Linked DNA regions of Mus musculus: region 1 is linked to region 2. A link is a contact called in public HiChIP or PLAC-seq data. All regions are on one chromosome and are shown on one strand. Each heading gives the region's core, a stretch centred on a gene start, on an enhancer-like site or on the middle of the called end of the contact. The rest is flanking DNA. Distances are from core to core; before and after follow the strand shown.

Evidence for each region. HiChIP or PLAC-seq counts read pairs in DNA pulled down with a chosen protein or histone mark.
Region 1: an H3K27ac HiChIP or PLAC-seq map of double positive thymocytes shows a contact between it and region 2, with 6 times the contacts expected there. The contact joins two enhancer-like sites. A contact is called at or near these places in 1 of 484 Hi-C or Micro-C datasets (bone marrow-derived macrophages), 5 of 115 datasets of contacts at active chromatin or transcription factors (the HPC-7 cell line, T-cell acute lymphoblastic leukemia, double positive thymocytes and 2 more) and 2 of 9 other capture datasets (adipose tissue and liver).

Annotation. Positions count from the first base shown.
Region 1 is chr17:84,417,699-84,422,326 of GRCm38.p6, reverse strand. The region is part of intron 21 of Thada (thyroid adenoma associated); the gene reads left to right. Among named protein-coding and RNA genes, the nearest start is that of Gm24722, 29 kb to the right of the region's middle. RefSeq lists an enhancer at 1-607. Within about 2 kb of position 2,821, at least 124 of the 459 cell types and tissues checked have an H3K27ac peak or open chromatin away from gene starts, as enhancers often do. A contact at or near this core is called in double positive thymocytes and memory CD8 T cells, where this site is marked.
Region 2 is chr17:83,934,014-83,938,269 of GRCm38.p6, reverse strand. No RefSeq gene overlaps it. Among named protein-coding and RNA genes, the nearest start is that of Gm35229, 18 kb to the left of the region's middle. Within about 2 kb of position 2,864, at least 52 of the 459 cell types and tissues checked have an H3K27ac peak or open chromatin away from gene starts, as enhancers often do. A contact at or near this core is called in double positive thymocytes and memory CD8 T cells, where this site is marked.

The sequences.
Region 1 (4,628 bases), core at 1,572-4,071, 480 kb before region 2:
TATGCTAATGTGGATTATCCCTACAGTAACCACATGACTAGCACCATGGAAATAATGCTAATATTTTTATTCTCACACTCTGGCTCATGTCTTACATCTGGCTAACAGCTGGGCCAGTGATGTTGCAAGGCCTTGGAAAAACAGCACAGGGCAAAGGCAAGCAGCACATTGGGGGCAGCGTCTCCTCAGTCTCCTCAGATCAAGCAGGCCTTGCTGTCCCAGCCTTCCTGGGAGCCGTTATTCCAGCTGGCTAAAGTGCCATTGCCTGCTTCTGGCCGAGGAATCCAGATTAGCTATTTCACTAGTGTGAATGCCCCATCTCCTTACGAAGTAAACACAGGCTAACATCCTTTGACTTGTCAACTTCTCTTTTCAAGGACAAATTAAAGGAATGCATTTTGCTTTTGATTATAAATGAGAAAGGCTTGGAAGTTCTCTATGAAAATTATTATGCCTTGACTCCCTCCCCACCACACCCAAAGTTTATATATTATAATGAAATTATGTGGAACAGCTATGTTAAAATTGAGAACTAATATAAAGAAAAAAATTTAGAAGAAACTAAAAATAGCAACTACACAAACTTAGAATCTGAAGAATTCTCCCGTGACTGCGCGTCAGTGAAGAGACTCCTGCCCACTAAGAGAAGCACCACTGTCGGACGAGCTGCCTGGTCTTCCACATGTGACGGGCTTTTACATGATAGCCTCATAGGAAGCGGAGAGAAGACATCACAGGCTTGGGGAAGGGTGGGGTGTAAGTAATTGCTGCGTGCTGACTCAAACTGGTCTCTGTGAAAACCTTTATTCTCAGTTTTGTTGGCTTTTAAACCACTGTCTTAGCTTAGGAACATTTAATCCATGAAATGCTGCCATCCAGAAAGTAATGCCATTTACATTACTATAGGATTTCTGTTTTTCTGAACATAAAATTGCTTCTTTAAAAAATGTTTTTTTTATTTAAATATTTCAGATTTGATTATTTTCTGGGTGTTTGCTTGCATAGAACTATGCATCAGAAGTGTGCGCTGTGTCTGTGGAGGCCAGAAGAGGGCACCAAATCCCCTGGAACTGGAATTCCAGATGGTTGGGAGCCACCATGTAGATCCTGGGGACTGACCCCTGGGTCCTCTTACCAGAGCAGCAAGTGCTCTTGACAGCTCGTCTAGCTCTTCGTCATATTGACTTTTGAGACACTGCCTTGTTATTGAGCCCAGGCTGGCCTTCCAAGTACTCGAACCACAGCAGGTTCTAAATTCTGCTTTTATAAATAAAAAGTGATTGCATATATTTAATACTTTCAAGAATTAGTTTGTATCAGGGTGACTGGCTGTACCTAAGGTAAATCTGCACATTCTTGGTGCCAAGAACATAGTCACTTAGCAAAGCTACCTTTGCTGTACATGCTGACAAAACCCACCAACCTGAGAGGTCACCACTTAGATAGGTGAGTGTGAACCTAGCCGACTTCTCTCTGTAAAGCTAAAACAGCAGCAGTCAGCCTGAGTCTCCTTCTCACCTCCCTCTTACGTTCTGGGGGTCCTGCTTTTGTTCTCAGATCACCCTGCTTTCTGACCTTGGTTAAGGCTGACTACTCAAGGAGCGCACACAGGAGGATGATTATAACCACGGCTGACAGGAGGCAGGAGGACAAGTTGGGGACTTTGTTGCTATATGGAGAGGAGAGCTGGTGCTTATTTTCAATTCTGAGTTTTTAATGCTTGGTTCATTGAAGGCGCTTTGCTGTGATACTCCCCAGCTCCCTTCAGTATGAGGAAATGGATTCATTACCTGGGCTGACAAAGATCCCAAAGCTAATTTCTGCCTCTGTCCTTCCCCTCATGGGTTCGCGTGGCACAGTGCTCCCTTTGTTCTGAGTGACTCACTTAGGTTTTCTTTAAGGTGATTTCCCCTTCCCCTTCCCCACACCAGCTCTCTCAAGGCATGAAAGATAACTTTCTACTGGAGTTTTGACTACCTGATCCTTCCTATAGAGCATTTCTTGTGAGGCAGTGTGCTCTCCCAGCTTCTTCAAGAGGAAATTGTTCCCCTGGTGGCAGGTCTGACTGTCCTGCTCTGTAATCACACAATGAAAGGTTCTTTTATAGTGTCCTGCGCTGGTGGCAGAGATAAAGCTGCTTTGAGGGCTGTAAGCTGAGACCCTTCAAGAGTGAGCAGTGCACACAAGCTTATCTCAGTGTTTCCTGACTCACTGGTGTGTGTCTAGGTTTCGAGCTTGCTGCTCTGCTGACAGACCTGCTGGATATTTTGTTGGCCCTCTTTCCAGTGTGATGCTGATACTGATCTTTAAATGCCTACTGAGGTTTTAAAATAACTTCTGTGTTGAATATCAATTTCTCTGTAGATTCCACCTAGTGTTTCTAAAAACAGGCTTTTGGGTACGTTTTCTTCACACTTGCTTGCGTCACACTCTGTAGTAGTTGTTCCCACAGAAACCCTGTGAGGAAGTATTGCCAGCTGGTAGAACCTTCTGCTTCAGATTCTGGTGATGCGTGGGTGATCGGGGTCCTTGATTGGCTGGGTGCATTTCCTCTGTTGTGTCATTATTTAATTTTTTTGTGATTGATTACAAACGGAATTCACTCATTAGTATTCATAAGTCACAAAGGAATTGCCTGTTTTATTTTGTTTATATTAGATTTTAGAAATTATGAGTATATTGAGCTCTGATGAGTAGAAGTGTTAACTTTTAAACTTCAGGAGAGACCACATCATTTAGTCGCCTGTTTACTGACTGTTTTACTGCATGGGTGTTGTGGGAACACAGAGAAGACTCAGATGTGGTTTTCTGATCACCCAGAGCTGAGTTATGCAGCGAAGCAGTGCCTCACTTGGAGAACCCAGGCCTGAAGGGTAACAGTCAGACGGTCTGTGCTGAGCATTTGCTAGAACAAGGAAAATAGACCTTCTGGTAAGACGGTGTCTGCACACCAGAAAGCCTTTATAATGATATAGAGGAACAAAGCTTAGATTTTGAAGAAATTCTCATTGTTAGTAAGAAATGATTATAATGGAGCAGGATTGCTTTTAAACATAGTCATTTTATTAGGCTTTAAGTCCTGTGGAGCGTCTCATGTAAACAAAATGGAATTAGAGTCTTCCAGCTGGAGACAGTCCCAACATTATAAGAAATGGTTCTGTTTTAAACTCGGAATTTAAATTAAGGCTTACTATTTTATAGTATACTGTCAAACCAAAATTAGACATTTATAGACTGCTAGTTTATCTGATGGTAAGCTATAGATGCCTGGAGACATAGCAAGTAGCTGTTCTCCCCTGTGGACTTGTGACCTGTAAATCTGTAAAACATTGCTAATTTGCTTTAGGGTTTTATAAAAAGTCAGAAGTAGAATATGTTAAATTTAAAGGGCAGTGTCATGTTTAATTTTAAGATTAGAAATCAGTATCTTCTTTTTATTTCACTTTAGCTTTGGTTTCCTTCAGGGTCCCTGAGAGCTGTGTATGCTGGCTTGTGCCTGTAATCCTAGTACTTGGAGGCTGAGGCAGGAGGATCATCAGAGAGTCAAGGCCAGCTTCAGCTATGTAGTGAGTTTCAAGCCAGCCTGAACTGTAAATGAGACCCTGGCTCAATTAAATATAATAATAAAATATCCGGGGAGAATTTTTGTTTTTTTCCTCGAGATAGGGTTTCTCTGTATAGCCCTATCTGTCCTGAAACTCACTTTGTAGACCAGGCTGGGCCTGAACTCAGAAATCCACCTGCCTCTGCCTCCCAAGTGCTGGGATTAAAGGTGTGTGCCACCACCACCCGGGGAGAATTTATTTTTTATGTTAAAGTTTGTTTGTTTGTTTGTTTTTTTAAAAAAACTGGAAAATAACACTTTTTGACCCTTAGAAACTCAGTTTCTAATGAAATGCTTATATTTTCAGATGACCTTTTCATTTTAAAAACGAAATTGAGAAGTTTTGGGTTCAGTGCTTTCTGCCAGGGTTAATCCCTGGGACCCATGTAGTGGAAGGAGAGAGTGGACTCCCACAGTCTGTCCTCTGACCTCCATTGGCACCCCATACACATACATATACACCAATGAATACATTTGGTTTCTGACCATTTCTTACCACTGTTACCTGCTTTCTGATGCTATGTGTCACCTTGTTCTGGTTATCTACTGAGAGGGTGTCAGCAGGTGCTTGTGTTTTGCTAGGGTTGTGGTCTGCTGGAGAAGACCACCCACCAGGCAAACGTGGGACTGCTTTAGTTGTATGATGTGCTGTTTATTTATGCCATTTGAAGGGAGTTAGCATAAAGAAGCAGTGGGAAAGCGATGTCTGCTGAAGGAGAAGATAGTGGGCTTCTGCAGGCCCTCACGGAAACCCTCTGTGAACAGCGTTCGTTTTTATTAAAGTATGCCACAATATCAGTACTCCATTTTAGGGAAAAGGCTATTTTTTTTGTCCTTATTTTCTCTGCTCTGAAATGCCTTCATAATAACCTATTATTTTTGTAATGATAGAAATACTTGACAAAAAAAAGCTTAAGCTGAAGGACATAGCATATTATTCTGAAATAGTTTTTAAAAATTCATCAAGTACTGCTTTGTTGGTCTCTGATTCTGTGTGTATCACTCTTTATAGCAGATACACACT
Region 2 (4,256 bases), core at 1,615-4,114:
GCTTCTTATCCCAACAAGGCTCAGACAGGAGGATCACGTTCCAGGCCAGCCTGGGCTACACAGTAAGATCTGGATAGATAGAAAGATAGATAGATAGATAGATAGATAGATAGATAGATAGATAGATAGATAGATAGATAGATAGGCAGGCAGGCAAAATGAAAAAATCAAAACCACTAAACCAGCAGCTCAATGTGGCTGACAAAGATTGTTGTGGGCAGCTCTGTGTCGAGCTTCGTGCTCTCGGCACTGAAAGTTCGGAGCTCTGAAGGTTCAGAGTCAAGGAGCAAGGAGTCCTGCATTGACCTACACAGCAGCTCTATCTCTTTTGTCCAGAGCCAGACTTTCTGGGGGAGCCCAGATCCACACCCCCTTTCTCACCCTTAGTGCTGGGAAACTCTAATGTGACTTTCCAGCAGTTTCTCTGGCGGGCCACCGCCGGCCAGGAACATGGCCAGTTAACCATCTCCAGATCCGTGTCTGCTCTCGGTTTTGTGTCATTGCCGCGGCAACGGGAAAGCAGAGCTCCTGGCCGGTCCACTCTCAGATGCCAAGAGAGAATTACTGCCAAAATGAAGTTAACCCTTTGCACCCTCCCCACCAGCCTTCCAGGCCACAGAGATGAACACTGTGGAGCGTGGTCCTCAGGCCCACAATCCCAGCATGAGGAAGCTGAGGCAGAGGGATCCCTGCTAGTCTGAGGCCAGCCTGAGCTGCAGAGAGAGGAGCCAGTGAGAGCTAAGAGAGAAACCATGCCCGGAAACAAAACTAAAACACAAAAAGAAATGAGAGCACCAAGTCTAACACTCACCAAAAGTTCAACCGCCCCAGGCAGGGCCTGCTCCAGAGAGACCCCGCCACCACCTGAGTGACAGAGTAGAGAGCAGCAGAGAACAGCAGAGGTGGCGTGAGGGTTGACATGCTCAGCTGCTGGAAGCTGCTCTCAAAGCAACTGCCTGTTTTCCCAAGAAACCCAGCCCATGACCGGCAGGAGCCTACGGGCACTTAGATGGACCCATGAAGGCAAAAGCATGGCCACTGTTCCCCCAACTCACTGAGGTACCAACCGGAACAAGGGGGCATGGGGCAAAGCATGCTGGCCTGGGAATCCAGAAACAAGCTGCCCCCAGGTGCCTGTCCTGTCCCCAGGTGGCTAGAACTATGGTCCGGTTGGTTTGGGGTCGGTTGGTTGTTTTAACTTTTTTAAATGAATTAATTTCGAGGGAGGAAGAGAGAGATACCACAGTGCAGCTGTGGAAGTCAGGGGACAAGCTGTAGGCTCAGGCCTTCCATCGTGTGGCTCTGGGGACTGAATTCAGATCATCAGGCTTGGTGGCAGGCACCCTTACAGAGACGCCACGGCTTCCAGATGGTGAGGCTAGGACAGACACGCCCATGAAATCTGACCTCGACGGCTCCTCCTTGTGACCTCATGTTAATGACTCTTCAATCAGACAGCAGACGCCTTAGGTAGGGTCTATCCACGGACACTCAGGGACAAGGGTACCTGCTACTGCTTTTGCCTCCTAGGCATCAGCTTCTTCACCTGTGAGACTGACTGGGGTCATCCTGGGCTAACTGCACATCCTGGGCTAACTGCACATCCTGGGCTAACTGCATAAAGCAATAGAACTGAAAGGGCTGCAGGTGCATTCACAGCTATCTGGCTGAAGAAGATGCTAGAAGCCACCCCTCTTCCTGTCCCTTTGTCCTCTGCTCATCTCTCAACACCCCCTGCCTGCACCGCCTCTTCCTGGGTGGCCACCCAGATGAGGAGCGCTCCTGAGGCTCGTGGCAGCTGTGGTGGCGACTGCTGGCCTTGTGGAAGAGATGTTTTGTTTTGATTATAAATTTGGGGTTGTTTTGTTTTGTTTTGTTTTGAGGCAAGTCTCACTCTGTATTTTAGACTCCTCTGAGACTCACTATGTAGCACAAGCTAGTCTCAAACTTGTAGCAATTCTCCTGCCTCAGCCTTCCAAGTGCTCTACTTACAGGCTTGAGCCTCCATGCCCAGCTCAGAAATTAAGATTGTCGTTCCTCATGTGTCCCTCCCTGCCCCCCCCCACTTCCCCACCCCTTTACAGCTGAAGGAAATGGGTCACAAGCAGGGGACTTTCCAGGAGTCACTTGGTTTGCAAGAACCTGATTCTCCAGGATGGTCTTAGTCTAAGACCCTGTCCCTGTCTCCAGACACAAGCAGGATGATTTCCTGTCCTTAGGACCCATCTAGGGCCAGTGTGAACCTTCTGGGTCCTGAGTGCACCTAAAATGCTAGGGTCATCCTGGGATATGATGAGTGTAGAGAGACGTGTCAAACCATGGCTAGCTTTTTCAGTTGCCAGGGGCCACCTGCAATGAGTGGGCAAGGCACTCAATGTCAGTCCCACTCAGGAGGAGGGGACACTCAGGCCTTCGAGGTGACACTCAGCAAGTCTGAGTGTAAACGTGGACACTCCCTCTAACCTCCTCCACTCTTGCAAACTTCCCTAAGATTCAGGTCAGGAAGGACGCTTGTCCTATCTCATTGGCTTCAGGGAGATCCAAAGATGACTGGCGAGTGTCAGGAGCCTGTAAACCTGTTCTCATTAGTCATTAATGCGCTCACTATTTGTTTGTGTTTCTAAGCAGCAGATCTGCTGATCAGGCCAAACCTCCTTTCTCTCCTCGATCCTAAACAGAACTTTTGATGTGGATCTTGTCTGTTCCCATACCTAGAAGTGAATCCAAGGCCAGATCGGAGAATCAACATCTTGTCTTGGTGAACAGAGTGCTGATGTCTACCTTTTGGGCAGGGTGTAGGCCCTGAGACCAGCCAAGCGAAGGGAAGCCAGCACGGCAGGCAGGTTTCCTGCTCCAGCTAGTAAATGAACAAACACACCAGATCAATGGCCACAGGATACGCTGTGTAGAGCATTCACCTTCCTGGCAAGGGCTGGCCCTCACAGTTACAGCTCTGACTCTAGACCTTTACAAAGAAGTCCTGCAACTGGTTCTCTCTCTCTCTCTCTCTCTCTCTCCCCTTCCCCCTCCCCCTCTTCCGCCCCCTCCCCCCTCTCCTCCTCTCCTCTCTCTCAACTCTCTTTCTCTCCCCTCTTCTCCCTCTCTTTCTTCCTTTCTTTCTCCACTCTCTCCTTCCCTCCTGTCTTCTTTTCTCTCCTTCCTTCTCTCTTCCTTCTCTCTTCTTCCCCTTCTCCATCCTTTCTTCCTTCCTCCACCTTCCTGCCATTTCCACCTTTGACCTCAAGGTAGAGGCAGGAGAGGGAAGATGTTGGCCTTTGGGTACCTGTCTCTGTTAAGCAGGAATGATCCCTGGGAGGTCAGGAGCAGGATCCAGCCATCCGAAAGGGACCAGGGACTGGGGAATGATGAGCAGAACAGCAAGGAGGACCATGTTGGACAACTGTAGAGATATTGGACTAAGAGAAGCCAGAGCCTGGTGATTTAGAGCACCAGTCCGAGTGGGGAAGCCCTCTGAAAAAGGAATATTTGGTAACATCCTACTAATGCTAACAACCCCAAGCCAAGATTGGGCACAAAGGCACACTGTCAGGGAAATGAGATTCTCCAATTCCCAAGGAAAACAGGGGACATCTGTGCCACCACAAACACAGCTATGGAAGGAGCCGGTGATGGAAGGGCCCGGAGCAACCCAGAGGAGAACTTGATGCCAGCAAACTTGGGTCCTGAACAGCAAGATACTCAAGTTCTGGTGAGGGGGGATTCCATGGAACCATGTCCATCCCAGGGAAGTGGAGGCAGGAGGATCAGGAGTTCAAAGTCATTCCCTCTCTCAAGGAAGAAAAAGTCTCTGGATGTCCCTTTCTTTAAGGGAGAGAAAGATCCCTTTCCTCCTGTCAATCAGAAGAAAAGGAACGCAGACTCTCTGTGAGAGTCTCACATGCCCTGAAGGATCACAAACTCCAAGATCCTTCCAGACCTCTTACATAGACAAAGGAATGGAGCCTTTATCTAGGATCCTGGGCAATTGTGGAAACTTTCATTTGTGCTCAGTGTGAATGCAACTGCTTTCTGGGGGCAGATGACAGGGTTGCCACTAAATGTACTAAGTGTATTTGCCTAGGGAGGTAGACACTGACTCCTAAGCCCATGTTTAATCGACGGGCCCATGGATTGATTCTGTCTGCACAGAATACGCCTTCCTTCGGATAACAGTGATCCCATGAAACTGTCAGGCAAGTTGGTCTGGACAACCTAAGGCCAAGCCACAGTGAATTCCTGCTCTTCACAGAGCTTTT